Regions from separate parts of the Hordeum vulgare genome. Here all the other regions are linked to region 2. Evidence: chromatin contacts called from public Hi-C data. All regions are on one chromosome and are shown on one strand. The core of a region is the stretch at or near the end of the contact, and the rest is flanking DNA. Distances in the headings are between cores, read along the strand shown. Region 1 holds the start of LOC123447324 (pentatricopeptide repeat-containing protein At2g13600-like). Region 2 holds the start of LOC123447316 (importin-5-like). Region 3 holds the start of LOC123447311 (probable linoleate 9S-lipoxygenase 4).

Region 1 (4,510 bases), core at 1,417-3,916, 140 kb after region 2:
GCAGTTGCTCAGCCTGATTTTTACTTCTTTATTTCGACTTGTAACAATTTTATACTTGCAATAAATAAGGTTTCGTGCAGCACTCGATGCAGAGGCCGGGGCCATCCCTTCTTTTTGATTTATTTTGTTCTAAAACTTAGTACTATGTGGCAATGCAGCTAGGCGATTATATAATCTATTTTTGAGGAATTATATAAGATAGTTAAGAAGGCAGATATTATATTTCAACTGTCTTGTTTTTGTGACCTTTATGATCTCAACCTCTGTGACTAGTGACTACAACCATATTTTTTGACTTGTATGCTTCAGTCTTCTCATTTTGACAAATATTGACCTCTAAATTTTTTCTTTTTAGGTGTCAGCCTTGGACAATATTACTGACAGGAACTGTTGCAGTTGCATGTAGTTGGGTGCTCATCCACTCTGCTGTGATTACCGGAGGAGTTTCTTTTGTAATATGTGCATGGTGGTACATATTTCTTTACTCCTATCCTAAGGTTTCTGCACCATTTCTTCAACCCTTTCTTTGTGTTATTTCTTTCTATTGAAATTATTGTTCAGAGGTTTGGTTTTCTAAAAGGTGCTAGTTGTGTCGCACTCTTAAATTTACTTTGTTTCACAGTCATAGGAGTTTTCCAAACTGCTAATCCTGGAAGATGGAAATAACTCATTATTTGACATTAACATGACTCTTACTTACAAACTAATGTAGTTCACTCTTAATCTCTTAATTACAACATGTGGTTTGGCATAGTTTTGGTTGTAAAATATATCATATGGTGCATGATCTCTAGCATAGGGTGTTGACAGAATGCAAGTGCTACACTTCAGTTGAATTTGTTATCCTGATGGCGCATCCCTGAATTTACTGGAATGTACCAGAATCATCTTCGTAGCGTTATATTCGTCGTAAGGGGTCCCTGTCTTGTTGTATGATCTAATAGCTACAACTTCAGTTTAACTGTTTTAGTGCTCTCCTGGTCAACTACAATTCCAAGCATCTCAAACTTATCCCGTATAGATTTTCTTTGAACTGAGATTGCATGATGTCAGGCTACCTAAGCACCACAAGCAAATGATTTATACCTGCCTCTAGGTGAGCAAAATAATCACCATTTACTGCTATCTGGGTGGTTCCTAAGACCTGTCAAAACAGACAAAATTATCTAGCAAATTATCAGTTATAACTTATAAGCATCAGGTACTTCTTTTTGAAGGAAATCAATGAGAATTTTTTTCATTTTAAAAAGTTATTACTACTAGTAAATAACACAAAAAGAAAGAGATTTACAAATAACACAAAAGAAAACTTACAAATTACAACATACCAGCAAACCCATTGTGCCAATTGCATCATACATTTTCTCCATTCCAGATGAATTCTTTGATCACAAGATATTCTTAACATGAGTTCACAGTTCACTTTTTTTTTTTTACAATTACAGATTTCAGCGTGGAGCTGAGTTAGAACTAACCCTATGACTTTGTCAGGCATACACCGATATGATATCTGAGAGGAGGAAAAAGGTGGCTAGCGGTGCTGAAGATACCTACGGGATGGAGAAAATGTAACCTTGTTTGTAGTACCATCACTTTCCGGAGATAGTTAGAAAATGGTTCCGCAGGTTGCACCATTGATATGTAGAATTTATTCCGCAAAAAATCGCTACATCAAAATACGAAATCGTGCTTCTCCGGCTCATTTTTCCTTTTTCATAGGAGTGTGCCTCGCTGCCTCAGAAAATGATCAGCATTGTGCATGTGCTCACTTCTTTTTTATTTAGGTGAATGTGTGAGAGTGGATTTCGTGCCGCCAAATGCGATTTCAGTCTTTTTAGTTTAGAAATTTCGAAAATCACATTTTTAAATTTCACAAGCCTAGTGACCGTCCTTGGTGTGCGGACATGGTTGAAGATGACACTCATATCTTCCTCCACTGCTGCCCCTGTAATAAGTTTGGCGCCAACTCGCGTTCTCGGTTCTCGCCTTACACTTGTGTGAGGCGATGTAGCTCCGTTGGGTCTCCAGAACGACTTCTACCCCTCTCTGACGCTTTGAATCTTATGGGCAATTTGAGGTTATCGAAACGTCAATGTTTTTCATCGCATCCAACCGTTATAACGAGTAGCAACATTGTTCCTTATTTATTTGTTCTTTTGTGATGGATTGCCGACTTTACTCTCTGGACTCGTATAGGATTAGGGACCTAGGTTGTTATCTTGTCGCGTTGTAGCGCACCCCATGTAATTCTTGTCAAATAGTATGGCTCCTTGTTTAATGCATTGGGATGGGGATGAATGCATTCACTTCTATGGTTCTTCTTTTTGGAGTTTTTTTAGGAGGTTCTATGGTTCATTCACGCTTTAGGATTCACTGTGTAATTTGGATGATCTTTTTTTATAAGACAATCCTGCGGAAAAAAAAACTTTAGAATGACCTAACCAAACATAACGACCACCCCGAGATGTATCTCGGGATGTTTTTTTAGGGGCGATAGGACAGGCTTGTGAACCTCAAAATTATAGTTCCGAAATTCATGGGCCACCTGTAGTTGCGAGCTAGTTCGGCATGTTTATTCGGCCCAGATAGCTATGGAAGCAGCCCACTTTTGTGTCAGTGGGCTGGCCATTTAACAACCAAAACGATTTCCTTCCTAGTTCGAGCCATGGGAGGAGAATGAGAGCGGCGGTTCGCACGCAGCGGCCGCGGCGGCCACCGCCGGCGGCGGCGACGGCGCAGCTGGCTTCCAGTTCCAGGCCGAAGCTGGAGAAGGCACAGGTCCCTCTAACCCTCCCGCTGAAATTCCTCAAGCTCCGTCTGGCCAGCGGCCCGCCGCTCGCGCCCACGCCCAAGGCATTCAAGTCCTACGCCGAGACCTGCGCCACCCTCCTCCGCCTCTGCCGCGCCACCGCCACCGCCACCGCCACGAGCAATGCCGCGCTTGCTTCCTCCTTGTCCTCCTCCGAACGCCTGCCGCTCGCCCTCTCGCTGCACGCGCACGCCGTGCGCTCCGGCGTCGCCGCCGACACCTCCGTGGCCTCGCACCTCCTCACCACCTACGCCGCCTTTGCTCGCGCCGCGGAATGCGACCGTGCCTTCGGCGACTGCGTCGCCGCGGGTGCCGCCTCCCCCTTCACCTACGACTTCATGGTGCATGAGCATGTCAAGGCCGGGGACATTGCCTCCGCTCGCGGGCTGTTCGACGGAATGCCCGAGAGGAGCGTCGTGTCGTACACTACCATGGTGGATGCATTGATGAAGCGCGGGCGTGTGGCAGAGGCTGTCGAGCTGTATGAGCAGTGCCCGTCCGGCTCCGTGGCCTTCTTCACGGCGACGATTTCTGGTTTTGTCCGCAATGAGCTCCACCACAATGCTCTTGGCGTCTTCCGTAAAATGGTCAGCTGCGGCGTGAGGCCTAATGGTATCACCTTTGTGTGCATGATCAAGGCATGCGTTGGTGCAGGTGAATTTGGTCTAGCCATGTCCATCGTGGGGTCGGCGATTAAATCAAACTTCTTTGAGAGCAGCATCGAGGTACAAAATTCTTTGATCACGCTGTATCTGAGAATGGGAGATGCAGCTGCAGCCCGTAAGGTGTTTGATGAGATGGACGTGAAGGATGTGGTCTCCTGGACTGCATTGCTTGATGTGTATTCCGAGTCGGGTGATCTTGATGGAGCTCGACGGGTTCTTGATGCGATGCCTGAGAGGAATGAGGTCTCCTGGGGTACTTTGATTGCTAGGCATGAGCAGAGAGGCAATGCGGCAGAAGCGGTGAAGCTGTACAGTCAAATGCTGGCTGATGGTTGTAGGCCAAACATTTCATGCTTCTCTAGTGTGCTCAGTGCTTGTGCTACTCTTGAGGACTTGCGAGGAGGAGCGAGGATCCATGCCCGTAGCCTAAAGATGGGCTCTAGCACCAATGTGTTCGTATCCAGCTCTCTGATCGACATGTACTGCAAATGCAAGAAGTGTAGAGATGCGCAAACGATTTTTGACACCCTCCCAGAGAAGAACATAGTGTGCTGGAACTCTCTCGCTTCAGGTTATAGCTACAACGGGAAAATGGTAGAAGCTATGTATCTCTTCAAGAAGATGCCTGCAAGGAATTTAGCTTCATGGAATACGATTATCTCTGGTTACGCGCAGAATCGACAATTTGTTGATGCGCTAAGATCTTTCAATGCAATGTTGGCTTCGGGGCAGGTTCCAGGGGAAATTACATTCTCGAGTGTTCTTCTTGCTTGTGCAAACTTGTGCTCGTTAGTTACGGGTAAGATGGCTCATGCTAAGACTATCAAGCTAGGAATGGAGGAAAGCATTTTTATCGGCACTGCACTTAGTGACATGTATGCCAAGTCAGGGGATTTACAGAGCTCCAAGAGGATGTTTTATCAAATGCCTGAAAGAAATGATGTCACTTGGACTGCCATGATTCAAGGACTTGCTGAAAATGGTTTTGCGGAGGAATCTATTCTTTTATTTGAGGATATGATGGCAACTGGAATGA
Region 2 (4,305 bases), core at 1,394-3,893:
TATATACCCCTGCATACATACATACATTTTCTTTACATACACACACATACACCAATCACAGTGGGGGTTAAACCCCGTGGTTACAGAATGGCCCACGGCCAGCCGTGGTGGGTGCGGCCTCGATGCATGCGAGTACGGGGCCGGCGGCTCGCCGGAATGCGGGGAAAACGGGAGGAGGAGGGTGGCCGGAGCCGCGGTGGCTCACCACCGTTGTAGTTGTTGCAGCGGCTTGGTGTAGAGGTGGCCGGGGCGAGGAGGGACCAACGAGGAGGAGGTAGCCGGCGAGGTGGCAATGGTGGTCGGCGAGGAGTGGAGGAGGACCGGTGATGAAGAAAGAGCCGGCGAGGAAGGCGAGGAGGAGACCGAGGGAGGCGCCGGAGGAGGCCGGGGCGACGAAGGAGGGCCGGCCGGTGGGGGGCTCGGTCGAAGGAGGACCGGAGGAGGGCTCGGCCTGGCGCGGGGCTGGCGAGGAGGTGGGGACACGGAGGAGGCGCCGGGGCTGACGGCCGAAGGCGGGGCGCGTGGTGGTTGGGTTCTGGTGGAGTGGGGGGGGCAAATGAGGGGCTCGGTGGTGGGTGGTTGCGTGGGCACTAGGGGCGAGCGAGGGGAGGGAACGAGGGTTGGCCTCGTGGGGTGTGAGGGAACGAGGGGGCTGCGTGGGGTGTGGCTCGTGGCTAGGAGGAGGGAGTGAGGGAGTGGAGGTGTTTAGGGTTTAGGTGGGGGGGGGGGGTAAATACCCCCGAGGTAGAGGTGGGTTGGGGTGGCCGGCTGGGCAGGTTGGCCCAGTTGGGCAGGGGAGAGATTTTTTTCCTTTCTTTCTTTTCTTTTAATTTGTTTTAGTTTTATTTTATTTTTAGCTACAATTCCCTTCAACAAAAATGTGTGTTATTGCCAATTAAATATCTTGTAATATTCTGTATTGCCTCCCATAGTTTGAGCAATTTTGGAAATTGTTGAAATTATCTAAGGAATTAAAGGGCAATTTTTAAATGCTTTAAGGCTCTGTTATTGATGGTGGGGTCCACTCCAACATTAAGGTGATGTTGTGTTCCTTAACAACATTTGTTTTGTGATTTATAACAAATGTGCAATATTTTTTTTGCTGTTTGCAACTTTATTTTATCACAATAAAATTCAAGGGCCTTTTGAAAAGGAATTTGAAATGAGATATGACTTTCAACTTGATCATATCTTGTTTAGCAAAAATGATTAGGCACTGATCATGGTCATCAGTGTAGATAAATTACAATGTTCACTGTAGCAAAAGCTGAGGATGTCACAACTAGTTTATGTTTTCTTTACATGTTTTTGCTTTTACAGAAAATCAATACATACAGACGTCCAAACATGACAAAAATTTTGATTTTTTTTTTGAAACATAAGAGACCCTAAAAGTTTTGGGAGGAGGAAAGAAGATCCACGAGTGGACCACAAGCTAGTGGGGTCTGCCCTTGGGGGAGAGGGTGTGCCATGGTGGCTTGTGGCCCCCCTGTTGATCTGTTTACCCTAATTCTTTGCATATAAATACCCACGTATCCGAAACTCTCAGAGCGAGATTCAAAACAATTTTATCTCCACCACATGCCTCTATTCTGGCGCTGGAGCCCTGTTGTGGCACTGTGTTGTAGGGGGCAACCATTGGGCAAGCCATCTTCATCAACCCCTCTGTCTTCATGATAATGTTTGAGTAGTTTCTTGAGGATCTACAGGTCCATATCAGTAGGTCTCTCTCTCTCCCTCTCTCTCTCTCTTTCTCCATCTCTCTATTGATCTTCAATACAGTGATCTCTTTAGAGATCTATTCGGTGTAATTCTTGTGGCATTATTTGTTGGGATCTGATGAATTATGGATTTATGATCAGATTGTTCATTGCTCGATATTTATTCTTTTGAGGCCTCTCTTTTTGTGCGATTTATAGTCGTGTATGCTTATCGATCTATGAATTTTATTTAAACATGAAAGATGAGTAGATCTTCACAAGAAGTGGCGCATGGTAGTGGGTTTAATTTTGCGATGACCTCATCCAACAACAAAAAAAAAGACACGTATTGCGTTGTTGCCATTAAGAATAAAACGATAGGTTTCTGTCATATTGATTGATCTCTTCATGCCTGCATCATGTCTTCTTTCTTATTGCATTATTATGTTTCTTACGAACTTAATACTTTGAAATGCATTCTAGATAGCGGCCTTGGGATGGAGTAACAGTAATATATATCCAGTTGGAAAGAAACAAGAAAAAAAGGCAAAAAAGAGAGGAATCAGATCGATTTTTAGGAAACGTGGAGGAGGAACCGAAAGCAGCCAGAAAGAAAGAAAGAAAGAAAGAAGGCAGGGCGAGACGACGGCATAATTAGCAACGACAATGGTGAGCTGTGGCGTGCGCTGCCCTGATTTTGATAACCATGCCGCGCGGGCCACCCCCCTCATAACCCCCCGGGCCCCGCGTCCAGTGTCACGGCCCGCACGACTCCACTCCCCCGACTCCGCCATAGCCTACCGAATACCGTACGCCCTGCCCGCCCCGCCCCGCCCCCCTCTCCCCGCCCTCGCCGCGCTCGCTCCCCCCAAACCCAAAAATATCCCGCCGAATTCCCCCGCCAGGGCAGCTCCCCCCGCCCCCTCTCCCCGCGCCGCGCACCGCCGGAGCGGAGCCCATGGATCCGCAGGCGGCGGAGGCGGTGCTGGGCGCGGACCCGGCGCCGCTGACGGAGCTGCTGGGGGACCTGGCGTCGCCGGCCAACGAGGCGCGGTCGCGGGCGGAGCGGACGTTCCACGCGCTGCGGGCCGCCCACCCGGACCCGCTCGCGCTGCGGCTCGCCCACCTGCTGCTCTCCCCGGCGCACCCGTCCGCGCCCATGGCCGCCGTCCTCCTCCGCCGCCTCATCTCCCCGGGCTCCCAGGCCTTCGTCTACCCGTCGCTCGCCCCGGCCACGCAGTCCTCGCTCCGCGCGCTGCTCCTCTCCGCCGCCTCCGCGCCCGGCCTCTCCAGGTCCATCTCGCGGAAGCTCTCCGACGCCGTCGCCGAGCTCGCCGCCCACCTGCTGCCCTCCGGCTCCTGGCCCGATCTCCTCACCTTCCTCTACAAGTCCGTCGCCTCCCCCTCCTCGCCCCCTGCCCTGCAGGAGTCCGCGCTCAACATCCTCGCCAGGCTCGCCTCCCACCTCGCCGCCGGCTTCCCCAACCTCCACGCGCTCCTCCTCGCCGCGCTCTCGCACCCCTCCTCCGCCGATGTCCGCGTCGCCGGCCTCAACGCCGCCATCAGCGTCATCCAGTCCCTCTCCTCCGCCGCCGACCGCGACCAGTTCCAGGACCTCCTCCCCGCCATGATGCGCGCCCTGGCCGAGTCGCTCAACTGCGGGAACGAGGGCTCCGCGCAGGAGGCGCTCGAGATGATGATTGAGCTCGCTGGCCTGGAGCCGCGTTTCCTCCGCCGCCAGCTGCCCGACGTCGTCGCCGCCATGCTGCAGATCGCCGAGGCCCCTGGGTTGGAGGATGGCACACGCCACCTTGCTGTCGAGTTCGTTGTTACCCTTGCCGAGGCAAGGGAGCGTGCGCCGGGGATGATGAGGAGGCTGCCGCGGTATGTCGGCAGGCTTTTCGCGATCGTCATGACCATGCTGCTTGATGTCCAGGATGAACCGGCATGGTACGCCGCAGTGTCCGAGGAGGAGGACGCTGGGGAAACTGGAAGCTTTGTCTTTGCACAAGAGTGTCTTGACCGGCTTGCAATTGCTGTTGGTGGCAACACCATCTTGCCCGTGGCTGCCGAGTTGCTCCCGTCGTTTATCGGCGCTGAAGAGTGGAAGAGACGTCATGCGGCACTCATGACGATATCACAGATTGCGGAAGGCTGTGCTAAGGTGATGACTAAGAATCTTGATCAGGTAGTTGGGATGGTGCTCAATTCCTTCCAGGATCCTCATCCTCGGGTGAGGTGGGCAGCAATCAATGCAGTAGGGCAGCTTTCGACGGACTTGGGGCCTGAGTTGCAGAACAAGTTGCACCATGTTGTACTCCCTGCGTTGGCTTCGGCCATGGATGATTCTGAGAACCCACGCGTACAGGCAAGTGATTGCTGACCATTTACGTTCTAAGTCATATGCATCACTCTCCTTTCAATATTCTTTCTTTTATCCTATAATTTCTTAAAAGCAGTGTTTATCATTATATCATGCAACCCACATGCTTGCTATATTACCATACAATTCATTCAAATGATAGATATTGCCCCCCTAGTGTGTGGTATTCCAAGTCTACTACTAGGGCACTGTTGACAGTTATGTAACCCGTCATGTTTTGCT
Region 3 (4,459 bases), core at 674-3,173, 240 kb before region 2:
GTACTTGCTCTTAGAGCATTTACAACCGGACCAGTCATATTCGTTTTAAATGTCACGGCGGGTTGCTTGGTCACTCGCCCCTCACGAAATTTTGACCCAGCGGGACGCCTCAAACAGCCGAGCTAACTGACATTCTTTATATCCAGCTTAAATATGGGATAAATATAGAGGCGTCGAGATGTGTCCATGCACGTTCGCTATGTCGGCCTGACGATGGTGTCCCACGCGGGCTCGTATGGAAATTCGGTTGTCCCACGGATGCCTCGCGTGTCACAGCGGTGTGAACATCGCGTGACGACGCTTCGGTTTGCCGCCCGAGGCAAAATTCAGCTATTTAAGATGGTCGGCGTTTTTCAACCGTAGCACATCCACCTCCTTCCTCTCTACGTGGCCACCCGAGCCCATCCGCCTCCTCTCCCATGCTCTTCGGCAATGTCATGCACCCCCTGCCACCGCCACTTTCTAACGTCGGAGCGTCGGCTGCAGGTCCGGGCAAGATGCGAAGCCCGGATCACCGCAGGGCTACCTCTCGATGTAGTGGATCTAGAGGAGGAGGAGGAATCGGAGCTTGAGGAGGGGGAGTCAAAGCTTGAGGAAGAGGAGGAGGAGGAGGAGGAGTTAGAGCTTGAGGAAGAGGTGGAGGAGGAGCAGGAGCTTGAGGAGGACGAGGGGAAGGAGCCGGAGCTTGAGAAGGAGGAGGAGGAGACCGAACCAGAGGGAGACGAGAGGGACACTAGTGTCGCGGACCCATGCACTGAGCAACATGCCACCTTAACTTCACTCGTTTGGAGTCGAATGCGAAGGCGAGTCATCAGCGATGATAGGAGATGGAGGCGGCGCAGGGCGCGACGGAGGCGCATATGCTTGCGGACCAGAATGAGCTTGAGAAGGAGGATGAGGAGCCGGAGCCCTCCCACACGCCAAGCATCGACGTCGTTTACATTTTCAACAACGAAAGCCAGGATAATACGTAGTAGTATGTAGGTTTTCTGTTTTGTATGCTTTGTATTGATCTAGAAAATCAAATATGAAAGGCTCACACATGAACGGCCGACCGGTATTGCGTCCGCGCGGGTTTGCGAACCGTGGCGAGCACACAAGAGCATACCTGGTCAAACGGGCCGGGCTAAACAGACCGGCCCGCGATCCTGGCGACATGGCCCGTCATGGGCAAGGCACGATACGATTTAAACGGGCCGTGTCAGGCACGAGGCACGCCTCAGGCCGTGCCTGGGCACGCGGGCCGACACGACACAATCCGTTTATTTTTTTACATATTTTTAATATACATATATACATAATATATGATCCAATAGACCTAAAAATAAGCTCATAAGGCTAAAATTATACAGCCGAGCGTGCTAATCAGACCAAGTGACCGACCCGTTTAATAAGCGGGCCGTGCGTGGGCCTAGAGGCGCAGCCCACGACCCAATTACTAAATGTGCCTCAGGCATGCTTGAAGGCGCAGCCGACGGACTAACACGGTACGGCCCGATTACTAAACGTGCCTCGATGGGCCGTGCCAGACACGTTTGTTTGGCCACGTATGCACAAGAGTCGACAGACCCGAAACACCGCGCAGCGTGTATCCCGCATGAAGAGCAATATGTCTCGTTAATAATCAGACATATTGCATAATCGGTCCGGAAAAAAGGAAAGCCTGGTGTGGACAGGGAGGGCGACGACCTCCACCTTTCTCTTTTCAATGGCGTCCTGTTTTTTGGCAGCCAGTCGCCCAGTCCAGTCCATGGCGTTTTTGGCAGCCAGGCAGGGCAGGCCAGCTGGGCTCCTCCTCCGTGCCGCCTCATGCTCAGCGCCGCGCTGCAGAGAGAGAGAAAAAAATGCATTTTTTAAAAGATAACCGGCGGGATCTCGTCGAGAAATACCAGTAGTAATACTGTAGTAGGCAGTAAACAAAATTGTTACCGCTACTATAATAAAGTGCACCGGAAGGCACCACCTCGCCCTCCCTCCGGCGATCTCTCTCCATCTCTGACATCGCTGCGGCTGGGTTGGTGGCCGCGGTAAATTGGTAGTATCGGCGAGGCGCCCTATAAATCCCGCCGCAGCGGCCCTGCATCTAGGCCACCCTACCACCACCACTGCCCTCCTTGTGCCAAGTGCATCAGCAAGGGGACAGGCACCCACCGGTTGTGTTCCTCGTGCTCTGCTCTGCCCTGCCTCCGCTGCAGAACCAGAGAGCAGAGGAGAGGAGAGATGCTGCTGCACGGGCTGGTGGACCGGCTGACGGGGAAGAACAAGGAGGCGTGGAAGGAGGGCAAGATCCGGGGCACGGCGGTGCTGGTCAAGAGCGACGTGCTCGACCTCGGCGACTTCCACGCCTCCCTCCTCGACGGCGTCCACAAGATCCTCGGCAAGGACGACGGCGTCTCCTTCCGCCTCGTCAGCGCCACCGCCCCTGACCCACGTAACCTTTCTTCCCCCTTCCCCTTCGCTTCTCCCCTCTCTCCCTCCCTGCGTCGGTCGCACGCCGCCGCCGCGTAACCGCCGGCTCTCGCCTCGTACGCGCGTGCGTTTCAGTTTCCCAACTCATGGGTCATGGCGTTTTCGAAACAGAAACAATCCGTGGTGATTCCACTCTTTTTTTTTTTTTGCCTGCGAATCCCGTATCGATTCGGTTCAAAAACAATCTGTATCGAACTATCGATTCCAGTTTCTTTCTTGTTTTAAGAATCACACATCATGTGCTCCTACTTAGATTCAGTTCAGAAACAATCTGTGTTGATTTCAGTTCAAAAATAAAGGGACAAAGGAGGGCAGTTTTCAACTTTTGATCATGTTCATCTTGTCGTGGACCCATCCCGTGGATCGATGCTCCTAGTCCTAGATTGGCGTGGCCGCCTGGGTTTAGCATCAATGCCGGCCATGACCTCCGGCTCCGGGGACCGACCCCATGACAACACAGCAGAGGAGTAAAAAAAATTAAAAATTTGCGAGAATGACAGCAGAGGAGTGCAATCAGCAGGGCACACGTGTCCGACGCCGCTCCCAAACCAAAGCGATCGATCCAAACTAAAGTGACAGCCATGATTAAGTTAATTTAATCAGTACTGTATCTCGTTCCATTTGCATCTGTGTTGTATGTTGTCGATATATCTTGCTGATGTTGTGACGATGGTTCCGGCGGGTTGCAGAGAATGGGAGCCGGGGCAAGGTGGGGAAGCCGGCGCACCTGGAGGAGATGGTGGTGACGATGAAGTCGACGGCGGCGGGGGAGTCGGTGTTCAAGGTCACCTTCGAGTGGGACGAGTCGCAGGGCGTCCCCGGCGCCGTCATCGTCCGCAACACCTACCGCTCCGAGTACCTGCTCAAGACGCTCACCCTCCACGGCGTCCCCGGCAAGGGCACCGTCGTCTTCGTCGCCAACTCCTGGATCTACCCCAACGTCGACCGCCTCTTCTTCGCCAACGACGTGAGCTCCTCCTTCCTCCTCCTCTTCCTTCCTTCCCCTCGCCGCCGCCGCCGACGACGACACCGCAATCAATCAATCAATCAATAAATAAATACTACTCCGTATGAACTCTCGTTTTGCACGCATTTCATCTTCTTTTAAGAATGATTGCGTCCTTTTCTGAGTATGGCCACGGGCTTCGGACCGGAATTGGATCTTAGCCGACTTTTCTTTTCTCTTGCATTATTAAGATAATCTGCTGCTGCATGGATTAGGTAGCATGTATATCATGTTGGTTGTACCTAGTACTTAGATGCCAATAATACAACACACTCGCAATTGTCCATCCAGTGTGACGGGCTGCAAATGGATACTGCTAGTAGTAGAACAGATCCAAATCAACAAGTTTTTTTCTTTTCCGTTTGGCAAAAATAAAAAAGTCAGACAGTCTGAGCTGTACAGGCAGGCAATTTACTATATGCATGCTGTCATTCGGTGAGATCACCTTAGCTGTCAAATAGCTGTTGCTGGGTCTTTGGTCTTTCAGTCAAGTCAACGGCTGCCATTTCCTGCTGTCAAATAATTCCTTGTCAGAATTTCCTACACCACATACTGTAATAAGGATCTGTAATAAGGACCCCAAAAATAATGTCTTGTGTGCATGAATGTACTACTCCCTCTGTTCCAACAAGTATTATGGTACAGAGGAAGTATTATTTACCCTAAATGATCCTTTCACAAACTTAATTTGTTCGCTAACCCCTTCGAAAACTTGTTTCCGAATCTGCCCCCTACCCAGGGAGTCACTCCGGCGGACCGTTTGGGGCGACTTGTATCATATCTACGGAATTTGGAAATGAGTTTCGAAAGGGATCAGTGAACGGATTAAATTCGACAAGGGGTCGTTTTTAGTAAAAAAATAATACATTATCATATCCCAACTAGCTTCCTTTGAAAATAAGCTCTGATTTTTGGGGAATTGCGTCCTTTGATTGCCTTGAGATGTCAAAGCATTTTGCTTGGGCATCCGTTCAAAATGACGGA

What was found. A called contact is a pair of places that touch in the nucleus more often than the background predicts.
Region 1: a Hi-C map of seedling shows a contact between it and region 2, with 3 times the contacts expected there. The contact joins the promoter of LOC123447324 here to the promoter of LOC123447316 in region 2. A contact is called at or near these places in 3 of 6 Hi-C or Micro-C datasets (leaf and seedling).
Region 3: a contact with region 2 is called in a Hi-C map of leaf, with 2.1 times the contacts expected there. The contact joins the promoter of LOC123447311 here to the promoter of LOC123447316 in region 2. A contact is called at or near these places in 2 of 6 Hi-C or Micro-C datasets (leaf and seedling).

What each region holds. Positions count from the first base shown.
Region 1 is chr4H:13,340,410-13,344,919 of MorexV3_pseudomolecules_assembly, forward strand. It overlaps LOC123447324 (pentatricopeptide repeat-containing protein At2g13600-like), which reads left to right and starts at 2,667. Exons shown (of 1, transcript XM_045123914.1): 1 at 2,667-4,510. The coding sequence starts at 2,677. It overlaps LOC123451031, which reads left to right. Exons shown (of 3, transcript XM_045128048.1): 2 at 356-497; 3 at 1,492-1,702. The coding sequence ends at 1,572.
Region 2 is chr4H:13,200,180-13,204,484 of MorexV3_pseudomolecules_assembly, forward strand. LOC123447316 (importin-5-like) reads left to right here and starts at 2,644. Exons shown (of 19, transcript XM_045123907.1): 1 at 2,644-4,068. The coding sequence starts at 2,659.
Region 3 is chr4H:12,957,287-12,961,745 of MorexV3_pseudomolecules_assembly, forward strand. It overlaps LOC123447311 (probable linoleate 9S-lipoxygenase 4), which reads left to right and starts at 1,924. Exons shown (of 9, transcript XM_045123902.1): 1 at 1,924-2,431; 2 at 3,159-3,436. The coding sequence starts at 2,221.